Linked DNA regions of Arachis hypogaea: region 1 is linked to region 2. The links are chromatin contacts, called in public Hi-C maps. All regions are on one chromosome and are shown on one strand. The core of a region is the stretch at or near the end of the contact, and the rest is flanking DNA. Distances in the headings are between cores, read along the strand shown.

Region 1 (5,532 bases), core at 821-3,320, 160 kb after region 2:
TTCTTGTTGATGATTTGGTGCCTTTACATTATCCTTTGGAGATTTACATGCATTAGTACCAAGGAACATTCGGTGCCCACTTGCAGATATCGGACCTCGTATTTCAAGAGAATTCAGAGGGTCCTCATAATCAGGAGGATCAACAACAAGAACCACCGACACTGCCCCTGCCACCGCCACCGGTCCAACAGAAGGTTCAGTATGTTACACCGTATGTTTTGCACACGCATCCGTCGGATTATTTTACACAGTCAGTCCTGTTACATCAACAGTATTGGAGTGGTCCACAAGTTGATGTAGGGGAGCAAGCTTCATTTAGCAAGCTGCTTGGTTTCATGGCTCCAGGGCCAGGTTACTTACATTCAGGTAATTATGATGACATTCCCACCGACTAGTTGGCACATCCGAGTGGTATTACTCCAACTAGGAGGTCATTAGATTCGATACCTCAGGTTCGCACTACCTCTGAAAATTCTGGAGATAGAATGTTTGTTGACTGGTCTAGGAGTGTTGATGCCACGAGAGGGATTATACAAAGTGGAAACACTAGGCGTATTCCAATGAGTCTAATTCAGGAGAGCAATAAGTCAGTTGATGATGAGACTGATGACTACCTAGTAGACCATCCGGATAGTGATGGCGATGAGGATGAGGATGAGAATGAGGATGAGGATGAGGAGGACGACAATGATGTCGATGATGAGCCGGCAGGTCAAGATGATGAAGACCACGGTGATGATCCCACACCTAGTGCAGTTAAGCTATTAGTTGTATATTGATAATTAACTAGTTTGTGTTGTATATTGATAGTAGCATATAGCATTGTCTTGTATATTTATAGTCATTTTGTTTTGATTATTTACATGTCTTGTATGTTGATCTGATAGGTACGGCTACAAGTGAAAAAGGAAAAGGCTACAACCTTAGAACGGATCCTCCGCGCAGGAGCACTAATCGGTATACCCCGTCCGCTTTTAACAGGGTTGTAAAGAAGTGCAAGAAGTTATACAAAGATGTGAAGTCGGCAATGAGAAAATAATGTGTGTGAAGTTGTTCATTGTGTTAACTAGGTAGTTGTAACTATTTTGGTTTGAATGTGTGTATTGATTATGTTAATTAGGTTGTTGTTACTGTTTTGGTTTGCATTTATGGATCGACTATGTTAATCAGGTTGTTGTTATACTTAATTATGTACTTAATTAAACTGCATACAATATATCAAAATGCTAATGTCATACAATAACATACAGTCAACTGAAATGCAACAAAAATAACTCTAATTTCCGACTAGTCCCGCACTTGGACCACCACTTTGACGACATCTACTACGGTTGTGGCCCTCAGCACCGCATTGCTTGCATCGCCTAGGACCACGTAACATACGTGTATCCATCTCCTTCAAGAAGCGGGTCATCTTAGGCCGACCTATGGCTACCCGTCTTAGGAACGGATTTCCAACGAATTGAGGTCCATGATAAGGAGGCTATGTTGTAGGATTTTCCAGTGGTCTGAACCTAGCCCTGTATACTCTTCGAACTTGGTCCATCTTGTAAACGTCATGAACATACACTTGCCAATCCAACCGATGATTTGCACAACAAGCAAATACATGTCGACACGGAATTCTGTCAACCTGGAATTCACCATAGTCGCAACGTTGTTGGCGTAGGTCAATTGCATACTCAACCCCACTAGGCATCTCACGTACTTCAAAGACTTCAGTTTCTCTGTCAAAGCAACTAACTTGTATGTTTCCTGATGCTCGTTGATTTGCATGCAACTTAGAGGTCACAAGCTCAGAGAACACATGCCCAGCATTAATGCGAGTCTCAGCCTTAGCTCTTTTCCTAGTGAACAACTCATTCAGTCTGTAAAATGTAGCCTTCACAAGTGCAGTGACTGGGAGATTGCGTGCCCCCTTCAAAACGGAGTTGATGCACTCCACAAGGTTGGTGGTCATATGACCCCATCGATATCCACTGTCAAATACCAAAGCATACAGCTCACGTGGGATCTGGTCAAGCCAGTTGGTGTAAGCCTCACCCCGTTTGCGTAGTCGTTCATAGCACATCTAGTACTCTCGAATCGTCCTCGAATATCCTATGATAAGAAACATTCAACCATGAACAACATTCTATTCCATCGTATTTATAATAATAAAAGATTGCCTGTAATTCAAACTTACCGATGTTGACGATAAGCTTTTGCAGGTAAGGTGTCTTGAACTTCCTCAAGAAATTCGACTCAATATGCCTTATACAAAACATATGGAAAGCTCTAGGAGGAGACCAAGCCCCATTACTACGAGCAATAGCTAACCTGATGGAATCGTGTCGATCAGAGATAAGTCCTACACCATCGCGTGTCACCACATGTTGGCGCAAGTTACTTAGAAAAAAGTACCACGCCTCAGAAGTCTTTCCCTCCACTATGGCAAATGCAATAGACACAATATTGTTATTGCCATCTTGTTAAACTGCTACCAACAAAAAACCCTAGTATTTTCCATACAAATGAGTCCCGTCCACCTGCACAACTGGCTTGCAATGTCTGAATGTCCTTATACAAGGGTAATAATTCCAGAAGACTCGATGCAGTACACAGATATCAGGAACTAAATCATCCCCCTGGTATGCAGGCATTATTTCAAAGTGAACCACCGCTGACGGCTCCTTGTAACACATGGCCTCAAACCATATGGGCAAGGCTTCGTACGATGCTTCCCAACCTTCGAAGATTGACTCCACCGCCTTCTGCTTTGCCAACCATACTTTGCGATAACTGATGGTGTAGTTAAACTTCGACTGTACTTCTGCAATGACTGATTTCACCTTTATAGATGGGTCAACCTCTACCAACGGCTTAATTGTTTCTGCAACTGTCTTGGAATCTAGTTTCGAATGGTCTTGAGAAATACTAGATCTGGTACAAGTGTGACTACCATTGTACCTCCTTATCTCCCAACAGTACTTCTTCTACATTTTGGTAACCCAGATAAGCCAATCACAACCTGTGCCATATTATGTACATTTAGCATAGAATGTCGTCGGTTCCAACTCATACACCCTATAGTCTACACCTCTACGGATGGTATAATCCTTCATCACCTTGATTATTGCCTCTCTCGAACTGAATTTCATTCCAACCGTGAATTCACTATCCACCACAATAGGAAGCTTTGCTACAATTACACAGCAAGATATGTATTCTCGTAAATAATAATAGTCTATATTTTAACAGATATAATTATAGTCTATATTTTAGCTATCTTATCTACCTAAAGACCTAGTAAATATAGTCCATACTAAAGAACTATTAACTAATAAAATAATCAAATGCATGTTACACAAATTATAATTCACAGATCACATATTTTACTCTTCTGATCTTATTGATCTACTACCCCAAACTATCACATAACTATCTTTCTTTACATACCTGTATTCATGTATTGAGGAAACTCCGGTGCATGCATAGCCTCCAAATCCAACGACCGCGTGAAAGAAGGCTCTTGAAACGGTTGTTGGTTTGCCAATACATTTGTGACCTCCGCTACATCTGCGTTCATAGTGCCGTTAGCTTCATCATCTTCTTCACCCAGACCAACTATCTCATAATTACTTTAAAATTCCTCCTCGCTATCACTATTATAATCTTCCAATTCAATATTTCGGTCCATTTTAGACTGCTCGAACTCAATATATAGCTCGATGCATGACATTCGATGGTGATTTTCAATATATATTGAAAACATTTCATGCATGCTCGCTTCATCCGTCACGTATTTGGTTTGAAATTGAACGAACCCCCAAAATACGGATAAAGGATACATGTACAAAATACACGATACTCTCCTAGATATATGAGGATCTATCTTCTCACAAATCACACCTTTTAATTCCTCAAACGATAATGTGTATGGAATAACAACATCTAACGGATTTTCACATACAAATTGAACTCCTTCATACGTTTATAATAAAATCTGTCCAAAATAATATATTTTCAAAATAACTCTATCATCTATGATAATAGTGATATACTAAGCACTCTCAATCACACTATTATTTTTTTGGAAGAATGAAGAAGAAGGAGAACCAGAGAAGAGGAGCAACATTACTTCCTGGTTTTTTGAACTAGACGAAGAGATAGTAGAACTAGTGGGGAGTTCTCAAAGTAATCTTTATGTATACAGCAACAAGCAAATCGGACGGTCCGACCGCGTCCTCGCATTTCAAATTTTTTCATAACACTAATCGGATCGTCCGATTAGTTCCAACATATTTTTTCTGTCCTGAAATCGCTGGTCCAATTTCAGTATCTTCAACGTTCTGCTTTGCACAAATCGAACCATCCGATTTGTGTCACTCTTTCTCTGCAATAAAATTAGACGTTCCGATTTTTTCTCACTAAAATAAAAAATTAAACGCCATCACAACAGTATAAATCCCACTAATACTCCATAACTGAACATATCTCATGTATCAAACTCATATAAAAAAATATTAGCCTATTATTACTTGTATTTATTAAAAATTATTTTTAATTTAACTTATTAAACATAAATGCTACCATTTTTAAAAAATTAATTTTTAAAATCTACTTGTTAAAAGTAAAAATTTTTACAAACCAAATGTCAATGATCCATAATATTAACTACACGTCGATTCATAATAATTAATTTAATATCTCACTGTTTCCCTTTTTTAATTATCCTCTGCCATAAAATAAAAATCCAATAAAAGGCTGTCATTTTCAAGAAAGAGTATAAAATTAAATGAACTTAGTCTATTATTTTCCCTTCATTTTTTATCGTACTCATGAGTCATGACTCATGATGGGTTGCAAATATTGGGAACGCGATATTCTGTGGGCGGAGAAAAGCCCGTAATTAGTTAATCACTTATCTGGGCCAAAAGTGGGCCGGCTTGCGTGAGAGATGTGAGTCAGCAGGCCCTGACGTAAGAAAGAAGAAGGAAGGGTACACGTGGGAAGCCTAGGTGGTGCCCCACCGTGTAGACACCTATTCAGTGGGAAAGAGTCCTCTTCGGTTTCTTCCTTTCTTCATTTGTCTTTCTTTCTTTCTGTGCCAAGTCTCTCACTCACTGCTCTTTCGCTTTTCTGCTTCAACTGCCTTTACTTTCCTTTAATCCTCCGTCCCACATACCAATTAGACACCTTACACTCGTACTCATCATACACATACACCATTTCCTTTCTACTTTCTTTCTTTCTTCTGCGCTAAGTTTTTTTCTGATTCCTCAATTGAATTCACCAAAATTTCTACCTTCCCTGTGCTGCATGATATTCCACGAAACCAATTCCACAGAAACCCTAGCCACTTCAGTTGTCTCATAAAATCACTATATCTGTGATGAGTTCGGCTCCTTTTTAATGGCTCGCGCTCATCACAATCACACGCTGCTTTTCATACTATACTTTACCTTGTTTTTTCCCTTTCTTGATTTTGCTTCATCATCTTCTTCTTTAGACCATGATTTCTCCATTATTGATTGGGATTTTGACTGGCTC
Region 2 (4,806 bases), core at 287-2,786:
ATTTTTCGGAAAGAATTTGTTATTGATCCTTAGATATTTTCTATTACTGATTTTGTGAATTTGTTATTTTATTCCGAGTTGCCAGTGTTTATAAAATTGGAGTTGTTATTTTATTCCGAGTTGCAGTGTTTATAAAATTGGAGTTGATTATAATGATCCTCAGATTCTGAATTGCTCCTATGTTGATTTTGGAGTTTGATTTCCGGACAAAATTTTTGTTGCTGTTGAATCCTTTTTTTTGGTTGATTGTAACCATTGTGAGTTGCTGTTTTTGTTTTTGTTGATTATAATGATTCTAAAGAGTTGTTTATTAGAATGATTTTGGAATAATTTATTAATTTTTTGGATTAAGTCTGAGTTGTTGTTAATTATGATTTATGATGAAGAGTTTCTTTATTTAATTGAAATTTTTTTATCAATTTATTTATTTTAGTTTTAGAAAGCATGAAACTCAGAGCATCTAAGTTCTATTAATAAAAGATTATAGGATGAATTTATATATTTAAAATTATATATAGATTTTTTAATAAATTTTTTTAATATTTAATTAAATTGGTTGAACTTTGGTTAAATCTCGGTCGAACTAGTAAATTAGTGAATCAGTAATTTTATTGGTGTATTAACCGATTCGGTTCTCACAACCTTGACAGATAGTAAAAAATTGAACCCTAACCTGCCTGTGAGTACCTGCCTCGCCCTTACCTGTCTCTATAATTATTAATTATTAAAATTTAATAAATAAAATAAAATTTCAAAATTTATATAATCTTCGTCACATACATGACATAAATTAAAGTAAAAATTTAAATATAATATAATATTATTAATCATTTTACTAATTATTTTATATATATTATACATATTATATATATACTGGAGCGCGTATTACCTAAACCCGACCCTCTGTCCCGTCCAAGAACCCGTTCCATCCAAGAATCTATCTCGTCGGATAATTATCTACTCCAAACGAATCAGAGCAGAATGAATACCCGCAGATTCAGGTGGTATTGTTATCCTTAGTCTAATAAAAAACACTGACAAAATTAGTCAAACCGAGCGAACTGCTGAATAGGGGTGGCAATGGGTAGGGTAGGGTAGGGTTTGAACCCAACCCTAACCCTACCCGCGGGTTGAGAAATACCCAACCCTAACCCTACCTGCACTCAACTCGCGGGTATCCGACCCTACCCGCGGGTTGACAAAAATAGAGGCCATTAGATTGTTAAAAATTGTATTTATATCTCATTAAATGAGAAATATGTTTTATAAAAATAAATGAGCAAAATTTATAAATTTATAAATTTGGTTGAGTGGCCAAAAAGCTTTTGCACATGCTTAAGATTCTTGGTTCAACTCTCATATGTAACAATTTTAATCATATATAACACATATTATGGAGGGTGCGGATTGGGCGGATAGGATTTACGCGATCGGGTTGGATCGGATTAGATACCCGCAGATAGGGTCCATGCTGCCAGGCCTACTGCTGAACCTGGCCGATTTTTTAAAAATTTTCGATTCGGTGTTATCCCTTTCAAACAGCGCCGTTTTACCCTTTAAAAAAAAAAATTAAACACCTTAAATCAAATTCCCCAAACGCATCCCCGTCCCACTCCTCTCTTCTCTCTGAAAAGTGAAAGAACAAAGAACTAAAGAAAGCCCCCGCATCCCCCGGAACCCACCCACGCCCCCCACTCAGTGCAAAAAATCTAACCCTAACGAACCGAGCCACCATTCCATCGCCGAACTCTTCTCCGGTAGAGGTTGCTGTCGCTGCCGGCGGGGACAGACAGTGGGTTGGGTCTGCTCGTTTCTCCTTGCTCCTCTTCTCCTCGACGTCGCACGAAGGCATGCTTGGAGCTGTTGGCGTCGCCGCCGCGAAGGGCTGCTCGGTCGTCGCCTCTGCTCGCCTCGCCGTTCTCCACCGCGAGTGACGTCTGCTTGCTTCTTCGGTTCTGCTTGCTTCTTCGAGTGACGTCGTCATTCTGCTCACCTCTTTGCTACGGTTCTGCTTGCTTCACTCTGTTCTTTACCAGTTTTTTTTCCCTTTTTTATGATTTTATTTATTTTATTTCTAAAATTATAGGTTAAACTAAAATAATCTGATTTTGTGATATTGTTCATTTGATTGCTGAGAACATAAAATTAATAATCAGATTTGTGATATTTATTGTTGGTTGTTAATATAATAGTAAATTAGTAACAGTAATAATGGAGTTGAAGTGAAACAAGATGGGTTTAAGATGTTTATCAATACGAAATTGTTGAATTTTTCTTAGAGATTTTTCTGATTGTGAGTTGATTTTATTGATGGAACAATTTTTGTTGACTGTATATTAAAGATCTTGAAGCACTTAATGATGATTATGATTTTTTATGATTAGAGTCTTTGTTTTGTTGACCAACCCTCCTAGTGTGACAAGACTTTGTTGTTGTTGTTGCAGTAGTGTCTTTGTTTAGTTGAAAACTTGTTTGTCAATGTTGTTTCTTTTGGTAGTAGAACATTATGTGTTTGTTATATATTTGATCTATTTTAGTTATAAATTTTGATGTTTAAAGTTGTTTATGAATTCTTATTGATAAATTATGGACAATTTATTACGTGAAATTGTGAAATTTTGAATTTTATTAGGTTAGAAATTATTGAATTTAAATATTTAAAATTATATATTAAATTTTAATAATTTTATTTAATATTTAATTAAACCAGTTGAACTCTGGTTGAACCCTAGTCGAACCATTGAACCGGTGTACCAGTCGCCTCACCAATTCATTGACCAGTCCGATTCTCGCAACCTGCTAGAGGCATTGCCGAATGGCTTTTTCCGTTTCAGTGTGCTTCTCCCCTAATGCACTAGCTCGCCCAAACACACACAACAACAGACCCACCCGCACCACCACCAACAAGCCCCACCAATCCAACCCTAAATTCAACAACAAAAAAACTGCCACCACTTACTCCACCCCTCCCGAACCGCTTCTACTCCCCGGTGGCGAAGCCACCACCTATGCTCGCCTTCCCCCCAAGGACGACTACTCCGCCCCCTCCTCCTGCACCTCCCATGAACTCAAGCTCGCTGAATCAACCCCTGTAAACTTCAACAAGCAACTTCAAGAAGAAGAAGATTTCAGTGACAATTTTGAAGGAAATTATGAAACACTAGCAGTTTTCGAGGGAAAGGGTGGTGCCGAATTGGACGGCGGGGAAGACGAAGACGATGACTTATTTGACGAAGACGAAGACGAAGACGATGACTTATTTGACGAAGACAGCGAGCTTTTGAGCTTCGAAGAAGAGCCAGCGAAGGAGAAAGGAGTGCCTGCGGTGATGCGGTGCTTCGATCGGGCCAAGATCTACGTGAAGGCGGGCGATGGAGGGAACGGCGTGGTGGCGTTTCGCCGCGAGAAGTACGTACCTCTTGGCGGTCCCTCCGGCGGCGACGGAGGGAGAGGAGGGAACGTGTACATGGAAGTGGACGGATCGATGAACTCGCTGCTGCCGTTCAGGAAGAGCGTGCACTTCAGGGCAGGAAGAGGAGCACACGGGCAGGGGAGGATGATGAGCGGTGCGAAGGGAGAGGATGCGGTGGTGAAGGTGGCACCGGGAACAGTGGTAAGGGAGGCAGGGAAGGAGGAGGTGCTGCTTGAGATGGTGAAACCTGGGCAGAGGGCTCTGCTGCTACCCGGTGGAAGAGGCGGCAGAGGGAATGCTTCATTCAAGTCTGGGAATAATAAGGTTCCCAAGATTGCTGAAAATGGCGAAGAGGGCCCAGAAATGTAAGTTTATGTTGATACTAATTGTTTCATATCTACAGAATGTGAGTTATTTTCTATAATCCATTCTTTTATAGGCTGTAAATAGTGTGTACTATTGTTGTGCATGAGATCGAAAATATTTCTATCAATACATGTTTGAATGCAAGTGATAGAATTTTATAGTTTGTTATAAGCTGGCCTATTATATATTGTTTTAAACTCGAGATAAATTATTCTACCACCCACTTCGCATTCAAAACAGTTTAGAAATCACAATTGTCTTTCCTTTTTTGAAGAGAACCCGAAGTAGACTACACTAATATTTTCTTAACAATGCCTTGGTTGATAGCTTAGATAGACAAATAAAGAGTGTTCTTTCCCCTTCTCTACAAATGGCAATGGCAAGTTTACTTTTTGTACTTAGCATTTGCTTGCTTTTGGTTCTGCTTTTACTGAAGCTTGTTTGATTTGATATTCCGCTCAATGATAGACTGAGAGTTATATTTGCATTTCAGCGATGCAATGTGGTTTGTGTTTAACAGAAAGTAAACTTGTTATTGCGATTTGTGCATTACATGTATCAATATCATGTATCACTACAAATGCAAGAGCATTGTCATTTATTCTTTTCTAGATTTTTTTGTTCAGTGATTGGTGATGCACTGATGCCCATGAATCTCAAGATTTATTTTTCTTTATGACCATAAAAGCTGCCAAAATGCAGGCCTTCCGTATCCAAATATGCATGGAACAGATGTTTGGTCATGTTCAAATACTTATATAGAATATGGATATTTTTATTTGAAAAGAAAAACTTTTCTACTTGATTGAGCTTGTGACCTTTCTTTAGCGCATGCTGTGGCTTACATGACTCTATAGATTACTGACTTTTGTTAATGGTTTCTTTGATCAGGTGGTTGGAGTTAGAGCTCAAGCTTGTTGCAGATGTTGGTATAGTAGGTGCTCCAAATGCTGGGAAAAGTACACTTTTGAGTGTAGTTAGTGCTGCAAAGCCAGAGGTTGCAAATTATCCCTTTACAACACTACTAC

Evidence for each region. A called contact is a pair of places that touch in the nucleus more often than the background predicts.
Region 1: a contact with region 2 is called in a Hi-C map of leaf, with 2.6 times the contacts expected there. The contact joins the promoter of LOC140177550 here to the promoter of LOC112738009 in region 2. A contact is called at or near these places in 2 of 8 Hi-C or Micro-C datasets (both in leaf).

What each region holds. Positions count from the first base shown.
Region 1 is chr13:34,254,457-34,259,988 of arahy.Tifrunner.gnm2.J5K5, forward strand. LOC140177550 reads right to left here and starts at 2,071. Exons shown (of 1, transcript XM_072210671.1): 1 at 1,484-2,071. The coding sequence starts at 2,071. The coding sequence ends at 1,484. It overlaps LOC112738010, which reads left to right and starts at 5,050. Exons shown (of 22, transcript XM_025788228.3): 1 at 5,050-5,532. The coding sequence starts at 5,395.
Region 2 is chr13:34,090,550-34,095,355 of arahy.Tifrunner.gnm2.J5K5, forward strand. It overlaps LOC112738009 (GTP-binding protein OBGC, chloroplastic), which reads left to right and starts at 1,537. Exons shown (of 8, transcript XR_003169184.3): 1 at 1,537-2,005; 2 at 2,711-3,777; 3 at 4,670-4,806.